2 separate regions of the Danio rerio genome follow, and region 1 is linked to region 2. A link is a contact called in public Hi-C data. All regions are on one chromosome and are shown on one strand. Each heading gives the region's core, a stretch centred on a gene start, on an enhancer-like site or on the middle of the called end of the contact. The rest is flanking DNA. Distances are from core to core; before and after follow the strand shown. Region 1 holds the start of mrps23 (mitochondrial ribosomal protein S23). Region 2 holds the start of nufip2 (nuclear FMR1 interacting protein 2).

Evidence for each region. Hi-C and Micro-C count contacts between places; a contact is called where the count stands out from the background.
Region 1: a contact with region 2 is called in a Hi-C map of an unstated tissue, with 4 times the contacts expected there. The contact joins the promoter of mrps23 here to the promoter of nufip2 in region 2. A contact is called at or near these places in 6 of 18 Hi-C or Micro-C datasets (caudal fin, embryo, hematopoietic stem cells and 1 more) and 2 of 4 datasets of contacts at active chromatin or transcription factors (caudal fin and embryo).

Annotation. Positions count from the first base shown.
Region 1 is chr15:32,941,681-32,947,952 of GRCz12tu, reverse strand. mrps23 (mitochondrial ribosomal protein S23) reads right to left here and starts at 3,273. Exons shown (of 5, transcript NM_001003615.1): 1 at 3,118-3,273; 2 at 2,561-2,737. The coding sequence starts at 3,161. The region is part of intron 1 of LOC137487766 (a long non-coding RNA gene); the gene reads left to right. nos2b (nitric oxide synthase 2b, inducible) reads right to left here. Exons shown (of 26, transcript NM_001113501.1): 25 at 4,883-5,077; 26 at 4,678-4,722. The coding sequence ends at 4,684.
Region 2 is chr15:32,716,595-32,722,707 of GRCz12tu, reverse strand. It overlaps nufip2 (nuclear FMR1 interacting protein 2), which reads right to left and starts at 1,330. Exons shown (of 4, transcript XM_002664642.7): 1 at 1,155-1,330. The coding sequence starts at 1,299. LOC141377866 (a long non-coding RNA gene) reads left to right here and starts at 789. Exons shown (of 5, transcript XR_012390913.1): 1 at 789-913.

The DNA.
Region 1 (6,272 bases), core at 2,024-4,523, 220 kb before region 2:
AATTTAATGAACTCATAAGATTAATTTGATTTAGATTAATTTAAGGGCACCGGGATTTTTTGTGTAGTTGTTTAGGAAATACTAAACAGCACATATTAATTTAGCTTAAATTGGTAAACATCTTAAAAAAATAAACTCTCTTGTGTGGGTGATTCTAGAATTGTGGGTGCATTTTGCGCCTCTTTGAGTCTTTTTAAAAAACAAAAACGTGACTCAAACAGTTTTGCATATTAACACAAATCTGAGGTATATCAAAACAAACCTGTATGTGTATTTACATTTTGGCTAAATATATGGCTAAAATATAAACGCTTCCAATTTTTGATGGTCTCTGCCTCCTAAATGATACATTAATGAAACATTTAAGTGTAATTTTCATCTTTTTTGTGTGCGTTTACTCTTCTAAGCTGAATAAATATTTGCATGAAACAAACATTTTCTGTATTATTTGTCATTTCTGTAATTAAAAAAGAAATTTGTGTTTGTTCTTATGTCCTGGTCAACTCTGTTGGTTATAAATTGGTTGTGAACAGCATCATTTTTAAAGCTCCGATAGTAAAAATATGTGACTGGCTCCAAGTGTTGCCACTTTCACTGGAAGGAAACTAGACACTGAGGCATATCATTATTATTCTTCTCATTTATTTGTACAAAATCTTTAGTATACAGCAATTGTAGATTAATTATGCTTTATTGGATATTTACTGTGAATCTCTCATACACTTTTTAAAAACAATAATATGATGAAAATGCGTGAAACAACAGAAAATGTCAACAAAAAGTTGAATCAAATCAAATGTTCCCCATCACATTTAAGCATTTTGCATAATTGTACATGAATGGATTCATACTTACTTTAAGTTATACATATGTTGCATGTCATTCTAGGTTTAAGTAAAATTTTATAAATTATTTAAATGTACCCCAATATATCAATATTCATTCATTTTCTTATCGGCTTAGTCCCTTTATTAATACAGGGTCGCCACAGCGGAATGAACCGCCAATTTATCCAGCAAGTTTTTACGCAGCGGATGCCGTTCCAGCCGCAACCCATCTCTGGAAAACATCCACACACAAACTCATACACTACGGCCAATTTAGCCTACCCAATTCACCAGTACCACATGTCTTTGGACTGTGGGGGAAACCCACGCGAATGCAGGGAAAATATGCAAACTCCACACAGAAACACAAACTGAGCCGAGGCTCGAACCAGCGACCTTCTTCCTGTGAGGCGACAGCACAACCTACTGCGCCACTGCTTCGCCCTATATCAATGTTTTGTGTGTATTTTTAGTATGAACAATTCTAGCCACCAAAAGATTTCTTTTTTTTCTTGATTGGCTACAGAACAAACTGTTGTCCAAACACTTGTCTAATTAATCTAGCTTGCCAAATTAACCTAATAAGGCCTTTAAATTGCACTTTAAACAGAATACTAGTAACTGGCTAAATATTATTTACTGTCATCATGGCAGACAAAAGAAATAAGTTATTAGAAACTCTTTATTAAATCTATAAGCACTAGCACCTGGGAAATTCAAGTTTATTTGTATAGCACCATTCACTAGCAGCTTTACTAAATGAGCACATTATTAAATTGCTATTAAATTGCTATCAAAATCAAATTTAGGGTGTGGAGTATAGGGTTTACACTACAGTGGTCATAGCATTTACATTTGAAAAAGAATTAAAAACTTACAGAAGGGCTGTATATATAAAACCATTGTTATAATGTATTATCAATACAAAACCACTTAACAAAATTACAAAAATACCAATAAATCACTTTTATTCACCAAAAAAAAAAAAAAAAAAGTTAAAACTGATTCAGTTAGAAGGTTTGTGTCTGTTTATGTGAAAAGTTTTAAATAAAGTCCTTATATTTACTCAGGCAGCAATAATTTACATGTCTGACTGTTACATATATTGTTTTGTATGCATGCCTGAGTGTTTGCATGTGTAACATAAATGGCTTTAAATACTTAATCAATTTATCTATGAATCTTTGGTTATAGCATTCATTTTTTGCTGATGCCAGTCCCCTTTATGACCCAAGCTCCAAATCAACTTAAAAAATACAAAAGAATGGCAAAGAGTGAATGTCAAAATGCAAAAAAGAAAAAAAGAAAGAAAAAAAAAAGAAAAAAGCTTTTCTTACTAAGATTTTGTGTCTTGTTTCTTGTCTAAATATCTGAAAATTCTAAGAATCAAAAAGCATTTTAGACAAACAAAATTAGAGTCTTGTTTATCCTTAAAACAAGCAAAATAATCTTATGCCATAATGAAAAACAAGATTATTTTGCTTGTTTTAAGGGAAAACTCACTGAATTGTGGCATATTATTTTTGAAAATAAGACAATAGTTTATGCTACTTGATATAGCCAGAATTTTTAGACATTTGGAAACAAGACAAAAACTCTTCAGTAAGAACGCAGTGCAAAGCTAAACAATGGCCAATGGGAAAGCAATACAGTTATGACAAAGTTAGTGTATTCAAATGGCTGTTAAACTTAAAATTAGCTATTAGGGTAAAAACCGGTTTATTTGGACCTACGCTCGGATCTCATCCTCCTTGTAGAAGAGCTGAGGTACAGGGTCTGCTGCTGGAACCCTTGGTCTGCGGGGTTTCTGATAGAGAGGTTCTTTCTTCGGAGGAAAAGCTGCATAAACATCATACCAGATGGGTTTTTCCTCAGGCTTGAGCACTCCAGCTCGCAATAAATCACGAACCCTTTACAAACAAGCATCCAATCATTCAGCTTCACAATACAAACTGCATCTCATCAGCAATATTCAAGAAATCAGACTTAAATGCTTATATAAATCTCCAGAAATTGGACTCATTTAGGTAAAATGTATGACAAATTAACAAATGTCAAATAAAATAGTATGTAAATCTCTTTATAAAGCCGAACGGTCATTTTAACAAACAAACATAACGTTACACACATAAAGCTATTATTTATTTAGATTAAATAAGCGTTATTGGCATTATGAAATGATTAATATACTAACTGTTACACTTTAGAATTCAGCTTGTTTTAAAACGTATTTTACATTCCATTAACCTTGAAGTGATCTGAAGAAGCACATGCTGTCATTGGCGCTTACCTTGTAAATACAGTCCCGAACTTTTCAAGTCGACTTCCAGCCATAATGTATGTATTTGATTATAAAAATTTATTTAGACGACAATAAATAATTGGAAAATCAAAAAAAACGTGACAGTAACAGAAACGCTCTTTGCTGCAGCGATACAGTGCTTCCGGTGTTACTATGGATCCCCATCAAAGACAAACTAGACGAAAGCGAAGGTAAAAAAAAAAAAACCTGTCTTGTAGTTATGTTATAATTACTTTATTACAAAATACAGAATTTGCCATGAAATAAAAATTCCAATTACAGATTTACATAACACTTTATATCTAAGAAAGTATGAGCTACAGAAGTAAATATCTGGGGATTTATATGTAGCTTAAGGTAAGCCATCATCACAGTTAAAAATGCAGCTAAGAAAAAAGGATTTTGATTGACAAACACAAACTAGATGCATTGGTTTTTAAACAAACAAGGGCAAAATAAAATTCGACCGATAATGGATTGATGTGTTTTATGGGAATTTATGAAATTTCTGCTTCGGGTAAAGTGTTTTATTGCGTGATGTTTATTTGCACTGTGGGCTCAGGAGTTAGTGTACTCTCAGTGCTGGGTTGAGGCTGGAACAGTATCTAACACATGAAACATAAAAGTAATTGGCGGTTCATTCCACTGTGGCGAGCCCTGACAGATCAGGAACTTGCCAAAAAAAATTATTAAGCGAGTGGTGTTTCAGATTTACTTATGGACCCTTTTTACATTTCCAGGTTTCTCAGCAGCTCAAGTCATCTTTGTCGGGTAAACTTAGAGCGCAGTGAATGGGAAAGTACAATATATATATATATATATATATATATATATATATATATATATATATATATATATATATATATATATATATATATATTTAAATCTTGTTTGCTGAAATAATAAAAGAAAAACAATGGTGTTATCAAGACTTTCAGAAAAAGGAAAAAAAATAGTGTGAAACTGATGACGACAGCCAGAGGAATGACTGTCCTGCCCCATAGACGCTGCATTAGACACATCTCACAAAAGCACATCTCAAAAATCATTCTTTTTTTTTTTGGCTTAGTCCCTTTATTAATCTGGGGTCGCCACAGCGGATTGATCCGCCAACTTATCCAGCACATGTTTTACGCAGCAAATGTCATACCAGCTGCAACGCATTTCTGGGAAACATCCATACACACTCATTTACTCATATACACTACGGCCAATTTAGCTTTATCCAATTCACCTATACCGCATGTCGTTAGACTGTGGGGGAAACAGGAGCACTGCGTCGCCATTAGTAGTAATTTGTTTTTTGTAATTTGATGCAAAGATAACATACATACATAAATACATATAAATTTTTATACATTAAAAAAATCTAATTATTAAAAACTTTCAAGGATTTAAGATGCAGATGACCGATGAATGTCAGAAGTCTTGATAAAAGAGTCCATTTCTTACAAACAAGATGCATAAAATTAAAGAATTACAGGATTAAACATTCTTCTTTTTGGTGTATCTGGGTTTTGAAAAAAATCTAAATGGTCCAGGTGATCTTGAGCACTAGTATCCGAAGATGTCCTCATGGTACCGTTTTTCATTCTGTGATAAAAAAAAATGCATAACAAAATAATTAGTGTACACATATCTTTACAGATAAAAAAAACATTAAGATTTTAATTTTCTTAATTTGAGGAAAACTCCTAAACACAAATGCTGTTAGACATTTGCTCTAAATTGTGTTGTCATGTTGGTGGTTGACCTTGAGCCTTGACAGATACTCCTCAGCCTGAGCAACAGTGATGCCCATCTGATTGACTAGGATCTCCTTGACAGTAGCAGCTACATCGCAGGCCATGTTCACCCCTCCACAGACGTACACATGTCCTGAGTTGTGGTGCAGAACCTCAAAAATCTTGTCATTTAATTGCTCTCGCAAGATATCTTGGACATAAACCTGGAGCAAGAGTGCAGAAATAAATGCAGGATAACAGTATCTACTAGCAATGACATGTGACTATCTGAGAGTGTCAGCAGCCAATTAAAAAAAATTAAATCATTAAAAGAAAGCTTTAAATTTTAATTTAGAAAGTTTCCTGTTTTATTAAATAATAATAATAATAATAATAATAATAATAATAATAAGATAATAAATAATAAAAAAGTAATAATTTATTTTGTTCAATCATTTATAAAAGATCATAAAAGTAATTTGACAACATATTGAATACTAAAAGTCATAATTAATGGTTTAAATCATTAAACTTTGCCTTAATCCTTCAAACCAATAAACCAGGACACTTTTAATCATTAAGAAATAAAATAAAATAAAATGTAGTATGTTCTATAAATAGGGTGACGCAGTGGCGCAGTACGTTGTGCTGTCACCTCACAGCATAAAGGTTGCTGTTTCGAGCCTCGGCTAGGTCAGTTGTGTTTCTATGTGGAGTTTGCATGTTCTCCCTGCGTTCGCATGGGTTTCCTCTGGGTGCTCTGGTTTCCCCCACAGTCCAATGACATGTGGTACAGGTGAATTGGGTAAGCTAAATTGTCCATAGTGTATGAGTGTGAATGAGTGTGTGTGTAGAGTTTTCCAGAGATGGATTGCGGCTGGAAGGGCATCCGCTGCATAAAAACGTGCTGGATAAGTTGGTAGTTCCTTTCATTATGGCGACATTGGATTAATAAAGGGACTAAGCCAAAAATGAATGAATGAATGAATGAATGAATGTACTATAAATGTAGTATGCTTCTATCATTGCAAAAAATGCTGTTCTTACTTAGATTTTTTTGTATTGTTTCTAGTCAAAAAATAGCAAAATAATCTTATCACAAATCGAAAAACAAAATTATTTTGCTTACCCCATTGGCAGATTATTTTGCTTGATTTAATGAAAAACTCATTTCATTTTGGCATATTATTACTTAAAACAATATGTTTTGCTTGTCTAGAAAATGTTTCTTGATGTAAGAATTTGTAGATATTTGGACTAAAAACAAGACAAAAAATCTAAGTAAGAAAAGTATTTTTGCAGTGTATTCTTTTATATAATTTATGCGCAGGTCAGAATATATGCGGTCTAATTTATTTGGAAATATATCTGTAAAGATGAATGACACGTCTCCCCTATTTCAACAGACAGCCTGTGCAG
Region 2 (6,113 bases), core at 81-2,580:
AATACACATTGGAAAAGGAGTTACAAGACGTTTTATCCATCAATTATGATCGATTTATGCGACATGTAGCGGTGTAGCACAGTTTCCATGTCACAATAGCTAACAGAGCCGTTCCACACTGGCTCCACATCAAACGTTGCCACGGTCCAACACAAAGTCCGGTTGTGCATTCCAACACTAAGCGATGAGTAAAATACGCTAAATAAATAGTGTCACTTTTGATTAATATCAAACATTCAACATAAGTTAAAAGCATTTGTCGTGGCATGGGGCGCTTACTTGTGGTGTTTCATACAAGGATTATCAATGATAAATAGTCAAGAAAATACACTTCACAATAAGTGAAGGCAAATGTTAATTGTTTGAAATTGATTATGTGGGTGTACACGCAGACTCGCGCACGTTGGCCGTTTATGTATAGGATTTTCCGACTGCTTCTATTTAGGGTTCTGGAACGTTTGTGTTTGAACGGGTATAGAATTTTCCGTCGCGTTCTATTCAGGCCACTTGGTGCCGAGTTGGAATCAGCGGTAAGCGCGAGCCCAGTCTCTGCCAGGCCCACTCACATGACTGTCAAAGAGCAATAGGCCTCGTTTCCAGCTAAACTGCAGAAACAAACACCCCTCAGCAACACTAATAATGACCCGGGCATCAAAAGCGAACAGAGCTAACGACGCTCTCCAAACAGTTTGGCCAAAACATTCGGTTTTGCAAGATAAACGGGTAGCGGTGAAGTTTCTGAGATTTGGCCGTCCATCATGGCGGACAGGAAATAACAGAACAAGCTTAAGCTACGAGCAGGAACATTCCACAGGAGCCGGTTCATGTTGCTGTGGCAGCGACGGGGCAGAGCTAACTGGCTATGCTGATTTCTGATGGACGCTTTGCTCTTTAAAACGGCCCAAATGGAGAGGTATGTTTGGGAATTAATTTTGTATATGAGAAATGTGTAATGCGTGCCGAGAGACCGGTGCACAAGGTCAATGTCCCTTCACGCTAACTAGCTTTGCGGCTAACGTTGTTTGTAACTATTCCAAACAGTGCGGTCAGCATAAAATACAACGCATTACACTCAGTTTAAGCTGCGATGAGGTAAACGCGTACATTTGAAGCTTGTCAAAGAAAAACACAACGAGCGCTGCTGGTTTACCAACCTGTTTTCTTCGTCTGCGTTTTCTCGTTCTTGAACTGACTGTGGTTCTGATCATTGTTTACCGATATGTTCGATCGATCAGGGCTGTTCTCTGCTCCATGGCTGATAAATACTCCGATTGCCCCTTCGCAGGGACGTTCCTCCATTTAACGCTAGCGCAAGTGACAGAATGTGCTCAACCGGTGCTCGGCGGACGAGGGGAGTTGAGACATTTGCACTGCCCAATCACCGCCTGCGTTTGGGGGTGCCAGCGAGAGGCGGGCGGTGTTTCGTGCGTCGCGATATACAAGGCGTGGATGCTTCCCAGTCAAGGCCACAGGAAGCTGTCACGCGAACTCGTGCAATCGCTCCTATGCTGTGTCAGTTCTGTTTGCGTTTGTTGTTGTGTTGTGTTCTGCTGGGGAATTTAAGCCTTAAGTGATTGGAATTTGTTTTGTGCTTTGATTTGCTTGGTGCTCCTCTCTGTCAGTGGGTGTGTGTCTTATAAGCGAGACATTTTTTGGACAAACCACTGGACAAGACTTGGTATCCTTTGCGCGTTTAATCTTAGTAATGCATTAAACATCTAAGCACTGTTCACATTCTGGTTCTGTTTGGACTTGAAGAGTAGTTCTATTCTATTCTATTCTATTCTATCTATCTATCTATCTATCTATCTATCTATCTATCTATCTATCTATCTATCTATCTATCTATCTATCTATCTATCTATCTATCTATCTATCTATCTATCTATCTATCTATCTATCTATCTATCTATCTATCTATCTATCTATCTATCTATCTATCTATCTATCTATCTATCTATCTATCTATCTGGCAGTTTCAAGTCTGCCACATTTATAACGAAGCTTTTTCCTCATAAATGCAAAAATATAAAATCAATAGTTTGTTCTATAGAAATATAACTCTTATCCTATTGAATAATAATTTATTATTATATAGCGCCTTTAAAACTTAATTTTCAAAGGGGTTTAGACAAAAAAGTTACAGAAATAAAACAGTTTAGAATAATATTAAAATTGAATCATTCAAGATAAAACATTCACAAATGCTAAAACATTCAAATATCTTAAAACATAAAACAAACCAAGAATGCACACCTCATGAGTTGGTGGGTGTAAAGTAGTGAGTTTTCAAGGATGATTTAAACAAATTAAAAGATTCAGCGTGTCTAATGTCATAGGGGAGAGAGTTCCAGAGCCTCAGAGCCAGAGATGCGAAAGCCCAGTCACCCATAGAGCACAGACGAGTGGAGGGGACTCTTAAAAGACCAGAGTCAGAGGAACGGAGGTCACGTGAAGGGGAGTACCTAGTTCAGACATATACTGTGTAGCCAAACAATGCAGTTGTTGGACAATGTTGGATCTGATCAACAACTGAGATCTGACAATTTGAACAGTGCAGTTTTTGTCTATTTTCCTGTTTCAGGTATATATATAATAAACCACCAACCTCTGCTTATCAAAAGCAATTGCCTATTTAAACTCCATCTGCTGCACTTTGGACCAGCTCTGCTTGAACTGCGGTGTGGGGGTAGACTGTAGATCTGGGCCAGGTTCTGCTCTCTCTCCCAGGAAATGCTGACAGTTAATTGGAATGAGGACGTGATCATCTTTGAGATTTAATCATTCAGTTTCCCCTGAGTCCTTGCTGACAGTGAAAATTGTGTTGAGTAAAACGTGTGTGTTCGTGTCTTTAGGGTGATATGGTAAACTAAGTGTTGTTAACTACTATGTACTAACATTTAAGTGAATCAAGTCAAAACGCATAAAAATACCTAAATGTAATTAATTATCCCCTTCAGACTTGAATTATGTTCCAATTTACGTAAAAATGTAAAATTATGTTTTCACAGTTCTTGAGGCTCCTATAAATGAGACCAATATATAACAATAAAAATTCAACACCGTTTAACAGGGTATCTGCAGGGTCTTAAAAAGTCTTACATTTCAAAAACTAAATTTTAGTCCTTAAAGAGTCTTAAATTCATTGAAATGTTGTGTTATGTGCCCTAAATAATTTTTAAACAGGTATTAATTTTCCCTTGCCAAATGAAGCTACACGATCATCCTCATGATAATAAGTAAGCAATATATTCCTTTAGGTTATGTACTTGTCAAAACGGAATATTATGTTGAATAACATGTGTACAACTACAGTTTTCTTGTTTTGACAAATTAAAGTATGTTACTAAGAAATAATTACATATGGTTGCAAGCAAAAATCCATTGGTCTAAAAGACCATTAGAAATAATCATTAATGTTAAGCCCTGTATAAATCAAAAATTACATTTATTATGGTCAATGGACATCAGGTCAGAACAGTTGTATTTCCCAAACATTACACCAACATTGAATACAATAATATATATATATATATATATATATATATATATATATATATATATATATATATATATATATATATATATATATATATATATATTATTGCTGGTGTAATCTTTTTCAAAATCACAAGCACGAGGTTTTTGTTGTATAGATGTCTTGTTTGTAATAAACTTTATCTTCATCTTCCTCATCACTCCACGTCTCAATCTGAATTTTTCCATCTGCTATATGCTCAAGAACTTCAAGATCTGTATATACTGCATATGAAATTGTTTCATCAATATTTTAGTACATCAATATATTTTTAATATAAAAAAGTTAAATCAGCATTACTGGAGATTTAATTTCCGTTACAGATTTTGAACATATAATGGACAGACATATTTTTAAAAATCCTGATCTAAAGATTGCAAAGTTACAAAATATTTGAAACTTTAATTAGTAAATACAATCTTTCTCTTTTTTTTTTTTTTTTTTTACATACAATCTATGAAACATATCAGTAAATCTGAACGAAAACATTGTAAATAAGGCTTAAGTCTGCGTATGGAGTGCTGCATTTTAGTGTAGTGGATTTTTATTTTTCTTCAAATTACAACATGCTGAGCCTTACCGCCATTTGTTTGAATTACAATCGTCCACTCTCACTGCAAGCTTAAATATAGTATTAAAACAGAAAAGCTACAAAAAAATGGTAATAATATTTCTCAATTTTACTGTTTGACCCAAACATTTGAATAGATCAACTTACAGTTTACATCAAACTTTAATGCATTGTTGCTTGTAGGTTTTTCCACCTTGTGAAGATTCCAATTTGTAAATTTATAGTTAAAATTCCATGCATTCCCTTAAATTAACCAGAGGGTGGCAGACAAACACAGTTATGAGGATCTTTAGCGTGCTTATATTAAATATAGCTTCATATATGTACTGTTAGATCAATTTCGGTTTAAATTTTACTCAAAATATCTTTAAACATAGACACAGAATAACATACAACATAGAATCATAAAAAAAAAAAATTAAAGTTTAAAATGTACAGTATAATATGATGTATTTTCTAATTGTCTGGATCTGGAATTCAGTTCATAATCATAAAACAGGGAAAATTCTTCAGCTATCTTTAGATTGTTCGTATGCTTTGAAGGGTCATATTTCTCAAGATAGACTGACATGGACGGCAACCTCTGTGAACTCCTGACTGAACTCCTGATCCCCTGTTCATGTGTGTCAGTACTTGTTGAAAGAAAAAGAAAGTTCCTCGTTCAGCTGAAACCAAAGTAGAGGATACTGGTGTTCTGAGCCTTTTGCAATCTCTGTAAACTATTTCTTTTTTTTTTTACTCACTTCTGTTATGATGTTTGTATGAAGAATTCTTCAGTGCTGCTTGCGTAATTGACATTGGTGAACCTTTGAGCAAAACAGCTCCAATTATAGCACGTAGAGTTGAGGCATGATTACAGTGTTTGTCAGACACTGCCATGACTTTTAAAAGCAGTTTTAATAGTCTATTCAAAACACCTTTTATGGCTGAGCATGTCGCAATGTGTCTTTCTATGAATCTCGTGGACTATCATAGCTGATAATAAAAGGTTATGAGTTTAATATGTTTCAAAGCAAATAAATAATGGAAAATGTTTCATAAATGTGCAGTCAGATATTTTCGGTAAACTCAGGGATGGAAATTACACCCAAAAGTAATCAATTTTTTATTTGGCTGGTACATTACAATGTGTTCAGTTTTATTTTTTTATTTATTCTCTATTTCTGATACAATAATTACTGTTTTTAATGATTTATAGACAAAATAAATAAAATAAGATAAAATTTATTTTGGTATAACAGTTTATAAAAAAACTCAAAATATTAATCAATTTTCGTGTTAAATATTCTTTTTCACAAGTCTGTTAACAAGACTGTTTTGGAAATTTGTTAGCAAGACATTTTTAATAATTTCATATTTAATAACCTTTTTTTTGTGATCATTTATTGGATTTATATTTTATGAGGTAAATGTTATTTTTACAAGCATATATGTTACACTGAATAGGGATGGATGTAACATGATTTGACTTGTATTTATATTTTTACAAAAGGTAGTTGAAACTAGGCATGGGCTGATATAAGATTTTGGTGGTATGATAACTTTAGAAAAAAATATCACTGTATCACGGTATAGTGATAACTGCTCTAAAATATGTTCTTTTAAAAAGTCTGGATAAAACCAAAAAACTTTTTTCCCAATTGAATATAATATATTTTATTTTGAGAAATATTTCAAATATTTTGGTGCTGTAAACATGTCAGGCTAAATTATACAAATGAATTATTGACTTCTGCTGTCTTCAGTAGTTATAAAAATGCAGATATCTTTACAATTTTAAACGTTACAATTTTAAATATATATATATATATATATATATATATATATATATATATATATATATATATATATATATATATATATATATATATATATATATATATATATATATATATATATATAAAAATGTACTTTTTTAAAACATTGACTTTTCCAAACCGCGGTATACCTTGAAAGAGGTTATCGTCCGATGCCTAATTGAAATATTAGAGACTTACTGTCTAA